2 separate regions of the Pan troglodytes genome follow, and region 1 is linked to region 2. The links are chromatin contacts, called in public Hi-C maps. All regions are on one chromosome and are shown on one strand. The core of a region is the stretch at or near the end of the contact, and the rest is flanking DNA. Distances in the headings are between cores, read along the strand shown.

The links. A called contact is a pair of places that touch in the nucleus more often than the background predicts.
Region 1: a Hi-C map of stem cell-derived neural progenitor cells shows a contact between it and region 2, with 4 times the contacts expected there. The contact joins the promoter of NUAK1 here to the enhancer-like site in region 2. A contact is called at or near these places in 1 of 7 Hi-C or Micro-C datasets (stem cell-derived neural progenitor cells) and 1 of 1 datasets of contacts at active chromatin or transcription factors (stem cell-derived excitatory neurons).

The regions. Positions count from the first base shown.
Region 1 is chr10:112,949,976-112,955,805 of NHGRI_mPanTro3-v2.0_pri, forward strand. It overlaps NUAK1 (NUAK family kinase 1), which reads right to left and starts at 4,159. Exons shown (of 7, transcript XM_001161041.7): 1 at 3,619-4,159. The coding sequence starts at 3,858.
Region 2 is chr10:112,789,869-112,795,404 of NHGRI_mPanTro3-v2.0_pri, forward strand. No RefSeq gene overlaps it. Among named protein-coding and RNA genes, the nearest start is that of NUAK1, 160 kb to the right of the region's middle. Within about 2 kb of position 3,918, at least 3 of the 24 cell types and tissues checked have an H3K27ac peak or open chromatin away from gene starts, as enhancers often do. A contact at or near this core is called in stem cell-derived neural progenitor cells, where this site is marked.

The sequences.
Region 1 (5,830 bases), core at 2,909-5,408, 160 kb after region 2:
AATAAACAAGGCCCAAATTCAAGACTTGAGAAATGCGTTCAGATCCTATCTGAATCTGGCTAATTATCTCATCTTCCTATGGACACACCTCCCTAATTAATTTGGTATTTATTTTATTACTCTGAAAAGTTGATTATTTCTTCTATCTCTCTCTGCAAGATACAATGCATTGTCTCTCTGATGGTCTTAAAATCTAATGAAATCCTAAAATGAGATGAGAAAAAAAATCTGCTAAAAGGAGGAACTAAATTGATTAATGTCCCCTTTTGAGGTTTTATATAGATCACTGTATTCAGTTCTCACAAGTCTATGAAGTTGGTACTCTTAGTAGCTCATTTTACCGATGAAGAAGCTGAGGTTTCAAAAAGTCACATAGCTTGCCAAAAGACACAAAGCTAGTAGGGGACAGATCAAGGATTTGAATGTAAGCCAGGGCTCTTTGCCTTTCTGCAAGAGTGCCTCATTTTTGAGCTTGTTCATCTCTGGAACAAGCCACTCTGAGTCCTGGTCTCATGGACATGCTTTAGCAGAGGCTGCAAGACTGCAGGAGAGTGCCTGGACAACACACAGGGTCACACCAGCTGACTCCAAGCATCTCATTCTGCACTTCTCTTCAGAACTGCCTTTCGCGGCACATAGAAAATGATGCTGTGTTGTGTTTTGTTTTATTCAGAAGGTCCTTCCAGGTATGCAATTAAAAACCACCATATCCTCATTTTTTAGAAACTTCTCTCCTCTCTGAGAAGAACCCCTGCTTTCAACAGGGATGTTGATTTCACAGCATTTCATACAACCCCATACTCGGCACCTGTCTTGGGCCACTCACATTAGTAAAACACGTTAGAACCACTGCTCCTCTTGAGAGATGATGTAAAAGGCACTGGTGCAAATGAAAATAAAACATCACTTCAAAATTCTACCCAAAGATCAAAAGGCTAAATTAAGATAGTGCCCTTTCAGTTCTCCTCAACTGCACCTTCAAAGCATGTTCTGAATGTTTAGCACATCGCTGGTACCAGAAGAAAACTCCAAGTTCATATTTTAGATGAAAATGTCTTACTGCTCTTAACAGGTTCTGAGTCACCAGGCACTGTATGGGCAAGAACAACTCGTTGACCAATTTTTTGTTTGTTTGGTGTTATTTTCTGTTCAGCCAGTCACAGGAAATTTTCCACTTGACAATTCCTGTTTCTCACTTAAGTTCTTAACACCATCTGTGAGCAGTGTGCTCAGCAGGGGGAGGACGGGGGGCCAAGGAGGACTTTCCTTCCCCAAACCTCAGTTTTCCCATCTGTTTTATGCAAGGTTTTTACCCAGGGATCTGGCTAACATTCTGTAAGCTCAGCTATCAAGGAGAAAACAGCCCCATGAATAAACGAAGCATTTTAGAGACTGTCAGTTTCTGGGCGTGGGTCTGCTGCCAGATTTAAAATCTTTACATAATTTTGGGGTAAAACAAGAGATTTAGCTGAAATTAATAGCACAGTGGGAAAATGAACTAGGGCTGAACAATAACACAGCGGGACTTCAGATTTGCGGCTGGTAAAGAAGCCTCTCTCGTTCTCAGGGCGCCCCCTCGTGGCCGCTTGACTAAATCCTGACGGAATGTTCAGTTTCTGCAAATACAGAGAAAGACATCCCCCAAAAGAGAAAAGCGGACTCCTGCCTACTGATGCAAATCCCTTTCACTCTAACCTAGTCTGTGGATCAGACAGCTCAAGAACGCCTGACAGGAAGTCCCACTGACGCTCAGAAAGGCGTCTGCCATAAGACAAGGGTTCGTTCGTTAGAAAGGTCTGAGGTAGTGCCCCAGCATTTAGACTTTGGGGTCCCTTCACAGACCCTAGACAAACCCTTACCACTTCAACAACCCCTCATAGCCTCACATTCTCAACCTGCAGCTCGAACTGCGTCTGTTTTTCATTATTCTGCTTCCCACCTTCCCAGTGCGATTCTTCAGCAGCTATTAAGACAACATGAGCAGGGATCTAAGCTTAGTTTTTGCTTATTCAACATCCAGCCTGGGGAATATCACCGCAGAAGAAAAGCATGAATGAAGTGCACGTTTCCCAGCCTCTTCTTCCACAAACCTGAAATTGCCTTCATCAGAGGCCACCCTTACAACCCTCCCCTTTAACAATTTCATCCTACGAAAATGGCACCTGCCCAGAGTGAATTCTCAACTACTTGCTTGCTGTAGAATTTATTACAGAGCCAGCTTTAAAAAGAAATGTACGCCATCTCAAATTTCCAATTAATTGATAACAGATTTTTTTAAAATAACGTTATGGGACGAAGTTATATAGACCCAAACATCAAATCTGAGAAATGGGTTGGGAGGGCGTTATCCGGGTATCCAGATATTTGAGAATTTGGGGACTGAACTTTGCTGACTGGCACCCCCATTTTTTTTCACAGAACTGTTCCTGCCGAAATGCAAAAGAAACATGTCAATACTAAGCTGCTATTTTATTTGACAGCTCATTTTCCTTTTTCCCTGCAGTCATTTGTTGTTTATAAGCAAACCTGAGCCTCCAAAACACCCCCAAAAGTGCACACAAGGAGTCCCATAATCAGTTTCTGACTTTGGCCCTAAATCGATTAGAATACATCTGATCTGCTTCAAATCAAAGAACCATGTTAATTTTCTGCCACACACCACACAAAATCTTTCTGCAAGAGTCAGTCACTTTGAACCCAACTCTCTAGCCACAAGCAGTGTGGATTTCAAGGGCCTGTTCTGCAGAAGTGAAAATAACAACAAACCAAGGCTGGGACAAGGCAGACAGACCCCAAGGCACTCAAAGCACTCCTTGGAGCTGTGCAAATGGTGCCAGGACCCTGGCAGGGTGTCAGCTGTCACAAGAGCAGCGGGGCCAGACCCCTTCAGCGGTTTGGTAGCCCTGCAACCAGGAGCTGAAACACAACTGAGCCTGCTGCAACTAAGCACAGCTATCTCTGTAGCTACCCATGCCCTGGACATTTCGGTCCTCCCAAAGCCATGATGCAAACTGTTAGAATCCTCAGGCTTGCAGTAGTCTTTATTTTTGCTCCCTAACCTTGTCTCAAAAACAGGCAAGAGTCGCCCTCCCTTGCAGTCACAGCAGTATCAGGGCGATGCAGAGTCTGAGTGGGAGGATGCAGAGCAAGGAGCTGCGGGCAGATGGGTGGAAGGGGGTAGGGACACCTACAAAACACCGGACTTGAGGGGCTAGCTCCTAGCTGGGAATGCGGTTCTTTGGAGAGTTGTGGAAATAAGGCGTTTCGGGGCATGGTCTAAATGTGTGCCTGCGAGGGAGAGAGACCCCGGCCGTCCCAACGCTGCAAAGTGTTTGCAAATCTAAAACATTCCTTTGCTGCTAGGATTAAATTTTTAAAAACAAACCAAAAAATAAAATAAAATATGTGCAGACAGGATGTAACAAGTGTTTCAGGACAGAGACACGCCTGAGTCACGGGGTGCTGGAGAAAGAGTGAGGAGTCTGTCTCGGGGCTTCCCAATGAGCCCCCTCTCTGTCAAGAGACCCCCAGGGCGCACAGACCCCCGCCTCGCACGCCCTCAGTCCCCGGCCGCGTCCACCCAGCGCCCCCCGCACCCTCCAGGATTGCCCCACTCACCACTCGGCCAGAAAACCTCTCGGTGGCCCGCTTGACTTTGCCGTAGGTGCCTTTGCCCAGGGTCTCCTGCAGCTCGTAGCGGTGCTTCAAGTTGTGCTTGTGGTGATGCCGCTTCACCCCGTGCGGCTTCCTGGGCTCCAGGGCTGCTGTCGCCCCCGCCACCGCCTCTCGGGGAGAGCCCGGCGCCCCCAGCCCCAAGTCGGGGCGGTCCCCCGCCACAGGCGCGGCGGCCCCTTCCATGTCCAAGCGCGGGGCGAGCCGGGCTACAGAGGGCAAGACCGGGCACAGCGCTGGGGTGTCGGGGTCCCCACCGAGGGAAGCCGCTGTACGCTCAAGGTCGCCCCCGCAGCATCAGGGAGACGGCCCGATACCGCTCGGACTGCGGCTCGGTCACTGGCGGCGGCGGGGACTGCACATCTGGCGCCCGCGGCGCGCACGGTCCGCGCACCGCCCCCCGGCCGCGGCGAGCTGTGGAGCGTCGGGCGAGGTGGCGGCGGTGGCAGGGGAGGCGGTGGTGTTTGCAGGAGGGAGGGGAGAGGGTGGCTCGCAGCGCAGGAGGGGGAGTGTTATGTGGGGCGCCGCGCCCCCCAACCCCTCCCCGGGAGGACGCGCAGACGGGGCGGGGGCGGCGCTCGCGCGGCCCCAGGGGAGGGGGAGCGAGGGGCGGTGCAGCCAGGGCTTCCCCCACCTCCCTGCAGCCACCCGGGGCCGGGGCCGCCGTGAGCTGGGAGGGGGATGGGAGCGTGTCGCGACTCGCCCTTTGTGCGGCGCGGCGTAGGCCACGGCGGCGGCGGCGGCGGCCAGGAGTGCTTTGTCCTCGCTGGGCCGGAAGGGACCGGGAAATTCCAAGCTGGGCGCCCCCTCCCCGGGCGCTCTCGGGCTCGCCAGTCGCAGCTACCGCGGGCCCTCCGCCGCCTCGGGCTCCGGGGCCGGTCGCTCGGCCTGGATTCCTGCTGGCGCCGGGGCGGCGGTTGCGGCTGGCCGAGCCCCGGGGCCGGGGAAGAAAGAGCGCCGCGAGCCGGGGGCCGCCGGGACCTGCTCGCGATACGGCCGGGGCCGCCGCGGGCCTGGGCGCCCCTTCATTTTCTTGTAGGTGTCGCCGCGGCCTGGCGGCCGGAGCTGGGGGAGGGGGCAGGGAGGCCTGGTGTTCGGTTACAGGCGGTGACTCACGGACCTTGCCCGCCGAGGCTGGCACCCCGCGGGGCAGAGCTGCGCCCGCCTGGGGCAACTCCGAGTCCAGGAGAACCCCAAGAGCGGCGCTTTGGTCCCGGCCCCCGCGCCCTCTCCGAAGAAAGGAGAGTCAGGGACGGAGGGAGGCCGGGAGGCTGAACCCCGGGCCCGCCGTCGAACCGCCGGCCCTCCGACACCATCTGGACCCCGGCGGGGACAGCCGCCTGGAAGGGGAGGAAGGCCAGGGACGTGGAAGAGATGGGGCTCTAAAGGCGCCGGGACGGAGCTGGCTCCCCAGAGGCGCCCACCCTGCCAGCGAAGGCCGCCATCGGAGGTGGGCAAACCAGGGACCTGGGGTGGACCAGGACCCCGGGCCTGCTGAGCAACCCGTTTGCTGAGCAGGAGGCGATTTGCAGGCCTCTTGCCTCTTTAGGCCTTGGGAGATTTCCTTTCACTGGAAGGGCCAGATCCTGGCGATGGTGACAGGAACGGTACCCCGCACGGTAAGGGTCAGGCAGGAAGGGCCTCCCACCGCGGCGTGGCTGCCGCCGTTCTAAGAAGAGACCATGAAAAATAAGGAAGAAGGCTAGAGAAAAAGAGATCTTAGGGAAATTTTTTTTTTTTAACAAGTGGTGCAATGTACCAGACTGGGGTGGGAAGAGTGAAGGCTGAAGAAGGTTTGGTGTTCTGCAGATCGCATGGCGGTTCTTTTCCACCAGTGGACCTCACTGGGGCCTCCTCTGCAGCTCTCAGGTCCAGCCCTTCCTCTACATTCCCGCCGCCTTCATTGCTGTCTGCCCCTGGTCACCTTACCCCGGACTCCTGCAACAGCCCGCTCTCCCCAACCCTCCCCGGGAGCCTCCTCACTGCTGCCAGAGTAATGGCCTGAAACACTGCCCTCATCCTCCACACGTGTCTCTGCTGTACTCTGACGCGTGATATTCTTACCTGTCCAAACTTTTCTTCTACTGATATTTCACACAAACTCCCCTGCCCCTTCTTCCCTTCCCCAGGAGCAATCACAGAACACAAACACAAAGGC
Region 2 (5,536 bases), core at 2,668-5,167:
TAAGTCTCAGTTTTCTCATCTGTTAAAAGAGAAAAATAGGAGTATTGTGAAGCAAAAGTGAAGTGCACACAGATAGAGGTGTTGTAGGAATGCTGTATTAACATTCAACACATCATAGTTGAGAACAACCATAATGCATTCTTTCAGGATCTGGAGCTACATTGGTACAGACAGATCAGGTTCTAATTCTTGTTTTTGCCCCTAAAGTTCTTCATTAGCCCTGAGATGAAGACTTAATGACTCCAGCCTCCATCCATTTTCTAGAACTGAAATAGGGAACTGAGAAATTGGGGTAACCAGCTACAGCCTTCATCACCCTTTGGTAAATTCTACGTGAAAGTCAGCCCGTCTCTCCCACCGGAGTCAGCCACGAGACCACCATAGTGAAAAGAGTATTGGCCAGTTGGCTCTGGTCTCAACTCAGCTCCTGACCTGTCACAAAGGGTTAGAGATGTAATTCAGGGTCACCCACTCTCTGGACTTCCATCTCCTCATCTGCAAATGAAGAAGTTTGACTAGATGGTATCTACAGTCCTTTCTCACTTGGGGAGTTCTGATAAAGCACCCACCACATACCCAAATGGGGTGAGGCAGAGATGGACCAGCCATGACCCCTCTCCTTAAAGAGCTCACAGCCTAAGGGGCAAAAGTAGAAACAAACCCATTCAGATTAAGTCATAGTGTAAGACAAGATGTACCTAGTACAAAATGGAGAGGAGGCTTAAGAATGTAGGTGTCACCATTGGGTTCAGAGAGGATCACTGTGAGACAGGGTGATCTGGGAAAGCTTCCAGCAAGAAGTAGATTCAAGATTCTATTTTGAACAGTAGAGGACTTAAGATCAGGGCTGTGGGGCATTAGGCAAACTCCTAACCACTAAGCCATTTTCATTCATTTATCAAATGTGTGTTGAGCACTACTTATGCTCTCCTTCTGGGAAAAGTGATAAAATCCATGTTGTTGCTCGTTCCTCCGGAAAAATACCAGGCTTCCTTCTAAGGGAATCCAAATTTTAGTCTTGTTGTGTTGGTCCATTAGCTTCAATAATCGGCATCTCTTTCTCCACAAAGGCTTCCCTGGCCCCTTCTGTGTGCACCTATAGCCCTTGTGTTTACTTTTAGTGTGAAGTACAGTGTGGTGTTCTTGTTTTTGTTTGAAATGGAGTCTCACTCTGTCACTCAGTCTGGAGTACAGTGGTGTAATCTGGGCTCACTGCAACCTCCACCTCCTGGATTCAAGCAATTCTCCCATCTCAACTTTCCTAGTAGCTGGGACTACAGGTGCGCACCACCACGCCTAGCTAATTTTTTTATTTTTAGTAGAGAGAGAGTTTCACCATGTTGGCCAGGCTGGTCTTAAACTCCTGACCTCAAGCGATCCACCTGCCTTGGCCTTCCAAAGTGGTGAGATTACAGGCGTGAGCCGCTGCGCCCAGCCGCAGTGTGGTATTTGTCTCTTTATTTGTTAGTTTCCCCCACTGAATGAGCTTTGCTTTGAAGGCAGGGGCCATTTCTTACTCATCTTCTTATCCCCAGAACATAGCAATAGGCTTTGGAGTCAACACACTTGTGATGGGAAAAGAGACAAAGAAAATGCAATGAAATGCTCCCATTCCCCCTCATTCTACAACCCCTCCTTCATCAGGAAAATTCTAACTATGGCCATTTGTCATCTTCTCCTTCTTTTCTAAGATATATTTTCAGTCTTTCAGTTGAGTTCCTGGAAATTATTAGGTGGGTCAGGATAATCAGTGGGGTAAGAAAATAAGAAATAGGAGCAAATACATGTTTTTATTTGCTGTTAGAGAAAGAGCTATTAGGAAGAAAAGGAAAGCAGAGACCCCAAAGGATGGAAAGAAGGAGGGAAAAGCCAAGAGCAGTGTGGCTTGGGTTTTAGCAGAGGTTTCGGTAGAAAGCTGAGAACAAGTAAATTAAAAAAAGGGTTTGGGGACAGCTGCAAAATTAAGGAGGCATCTAAAGTGATGGAAATGGTAAAAGAGGATTTTAAGAAATTTACTGAAATTTACAAACTGAATTTCCTGTAATATCTTTAAGAGATGCAAGTAGAGGATTGAAATAGCTTTTAAGAAATGTTGGTTGTTGGCTGGGCGCGGTGGCTCAGGTCTGTAGTCCCAGCACTTTGGGGAGCCGAGGTGAGTGGGACACCTGAGGTCAGGAGTTTGAGGCCAGCCTGACCAACATGGCAAAACCCAGTCTCTACTAAAAATACAAAAATTAGCCGGAGGTGGTGGGCCCCTGTAATCCCAGCTACTCAGGATGCTAATGCAGGAAAATCGCTTGAACCCGGGAGGTGGAGGTTGCAATAAGCCGAGATCGCACCATTGCACTCCAGCCTGGGCAACAGAGCAAGACTCCATTTCAAAAAAAAAAAAAATTGTTGGTTGTTAAGCTGTGTTTCGCGTTGATTTTGATGCCATGCAAATACATCAAAGATCAAAAGGCCCCCGGCTTATCTCTGGGCAACATACATTTAAAGCAACAGCACATGAATGAGCAATATAAAATGAATGAGTCTAGCGTACAGCAGACTTTACTTCATGTGAACCGTTCATGCTTATTCCAAACTATCAGACAGACAGTGTTTAAGAACTTGAGCTCTGGAGCCAAATTCCCTGTGTTCCAATGCATACTAGCTGGGTATTCAATTTAACTTCTCTGAGCCTTTATTTCATCATTCATTAAAGGAATAAAAAGAATATCTACAAGACAGGGCTAGCATGCCGATTATGTGAGTTAGTATACGCAAAACTCTTAGGTCCTGACATAGAGTAAGCACTTAATAAATGTTCATTTTTATTTGCGTATGGTTGTCATTATTATCCATATCACAGTTTACATAAACACAGGGCTCTGTAAGTTTGAGTTTCTTGCTAGTTGGTCAAGCCACAACTTTGTCCCCATGCCAATATTGACCATCCTTCTATGCCTACTTCCATCCTCATTTCTTTCTCAGTGCCTTGGCAATATTTTCTAAAGCACTCATTGGATATGATTCTTTCTGTCAGGTATTGTTCATCTTGCTTCTCCAACAAGACTGAAAGCTCTTTTAGGAGCATGAAAATCATATTTTTTGCAGCTCCTCTCCTCAGCCTGGAGCAGCCCAGCTGAGCACATACTAGCCTCGGAATGTTCTTTGGTTGAGTGGAATGGACTGGAGTTGGGTGAATCACTTTGTAGACATTTAGCTTTTGTGTTAATGTGCTTCTTACTGACCTCCAGCTCACCCTCATGTAGCCTACTGTCAAACCCAAGAAATGACCAGATGCTATCATTCACAAAGTTCTAAAATGCCATGACAATGTGTGCTTACAACTGGAACTGCATTTCATTTAAAATGTCCTTAGCCTAATAGCTAATAGGTAGGCTTTTCTGTGTCTTTCAGAGCATCACAGGCAGTGTGGTGTAGTAGAAAGAACAGAGTTAGAAGGTAGAAAATGCTCTTCTAGCATCCCCTGGTTGTGTAATGCACACATCACTTACCACGCTGAGCCTTACATTTCTTAAGTATAAAATGGGACTAATAGAAATGCCTGCCACATAGTCTTCTTGGTCAGACTAAAAGATAAAAGGTGTGGGAAAGTTATTTGAAATGGTAAATATATCTATTTAGTTATTGTTTCTATTATCAAATTTGAGAATCTACCAGAGACAGGACGCCTTCCAGAAGAAGCACAGGGCACTGACCTCCCAGCCTGTGTTCAGCCTCATTAACATTCACCAAGAGAGATTCTGAGACTGCAGGAATGAAAAGGATGGAGGATGTGGGGGAAGCGGGTGGGAGAGGAACAGTTGGTGATGAAGAAAGAAAAATCTAATCTTTTGCTAATACTAAGGGCCCCAGCTTAAGAACACGCACGCAAACAGTGAAGCGTGGTGACCCGGGACCAGCTGGAAGACCTCCTGTACAAAAGCCGTTAACAATACTGCTTTCAGCTCCATAGCTCACCAGGGCCAGCTCAGGCCTGGGGTTGCTGGAAAAAAGAATCTGGGTTCCTGCTCAGAGACCCAACCTCATGGTCAAATGTCAACCCATCAATACCAAGTGAGCAGAAAGAAGCCTACTGCTTAGGGCCTTTCTTTGTTTTTAATTAATTAGCTTTTTGTTCACCCATCTGAGTGGTAAAGAAATCTCTTCTGCAAGCCTTTCAAAACCCAGTTCCCCCACATGTACCCACATTAGTGAAAACAAAGTAAAATCTGTGGTTTTGGCTCACTGCCTTGGCCACGTGGTCAAATAGGCCTTCGAAAGGATCCCTTTTTTTTAAGGAGTGTTTATTGAGTGACTGCTATTCATTCAACAAACATGTCATGAGTGCCTACTGTGCCTCTGGCCCTACGCTTGGTGTTAGGGACATAAAGATGAATAAAGCTCAGACCCAGAACTCAAACAGCTCCATAAGGGAGGTCAGAGATCAACATCAGTTAACACAGTGCCTGCTAGAAAAGGCTAACAGCCTAAGAGACTTCTGGGATGAGGTGCTCCGTCAGCTCGGAGCAGAAAGAGAAGGCTTCTCTTGGGCAGGAGCAGGGAAGGTTTTATCTCATGGTGGCCTTTGAGTGCTGAACAGTTTGGATGGGCTTTCTACCCATGTTTACCACATTATAATAATAGCAAACTGTGTACCACATAACCTGGCTGTGCCACACTCATCAGATACTGAACTAGGGAGATGCAAGCCCAGAATCATCAGCCCCTTGTCTTTGACAAGGGCCCTCAGGAAAGCTGCCTGACATATTTAGTCCTGAAGGCAGTAATTTAAGGGCCCATGGCTCTAACTGCCCTGGGCTCAGCCACTTGCATCAGCTGAGTTCTAAGCACTGACCATTCTAAGCACTGGCTGAACGTAATACAAAATGGTCTATGATGAAAGCCCTCTGATAACCCCATTTTGCATATGTGAATCTGAAGCCCAGGCAATCTGGCTCTAGAGGCCATGCTCTTGACTTTGACCCTATGCAGTCTCTGCCATGCCAAACCTACCATGCCTTACACCTGTCCGCCCCTCCCACCTGGGCGCTCTAAAGCAGGGGCCATGTCCTGTTCAGTTCCTTGTCTTCAGAGCCCAGCCCCATTCCTGACACAAGGTGAGCCTTAAAAAAGGCTTGAACTGTTGAGCTGAACCCACTGTCACCAGATGCTGAGGTCTCAGCATGCCAAGTGGTGGGGACCCATGGATCTATTAAGCACTCAAAACTGGGAGGCCAGTGCAGGGGCTGAGATGGATTGGGGCAGGGAGATGCAAAAACAGAAACAACCCATTTCCCAAAGCCTCACTTGTGGCTTTTTGAGTCCAGGGATGAAGGCAAAGCTGAAATTTGGGAAGTGGAGGCCCCAGTCCTTCGTGACCCGGTGCACATGCGGCAGACCTGCCCTTGGGTGCACTTTTGTGGCTCTGAGGGCAGGATTTGGGCTTTAGATAATAATTGCATAGATTTGCTCAGTAAACACAGGGCAACCGTAAGATAATTACATGTTCTTACAGAGATGGGGCTCCATAATTACCTTCAGTGGCCCT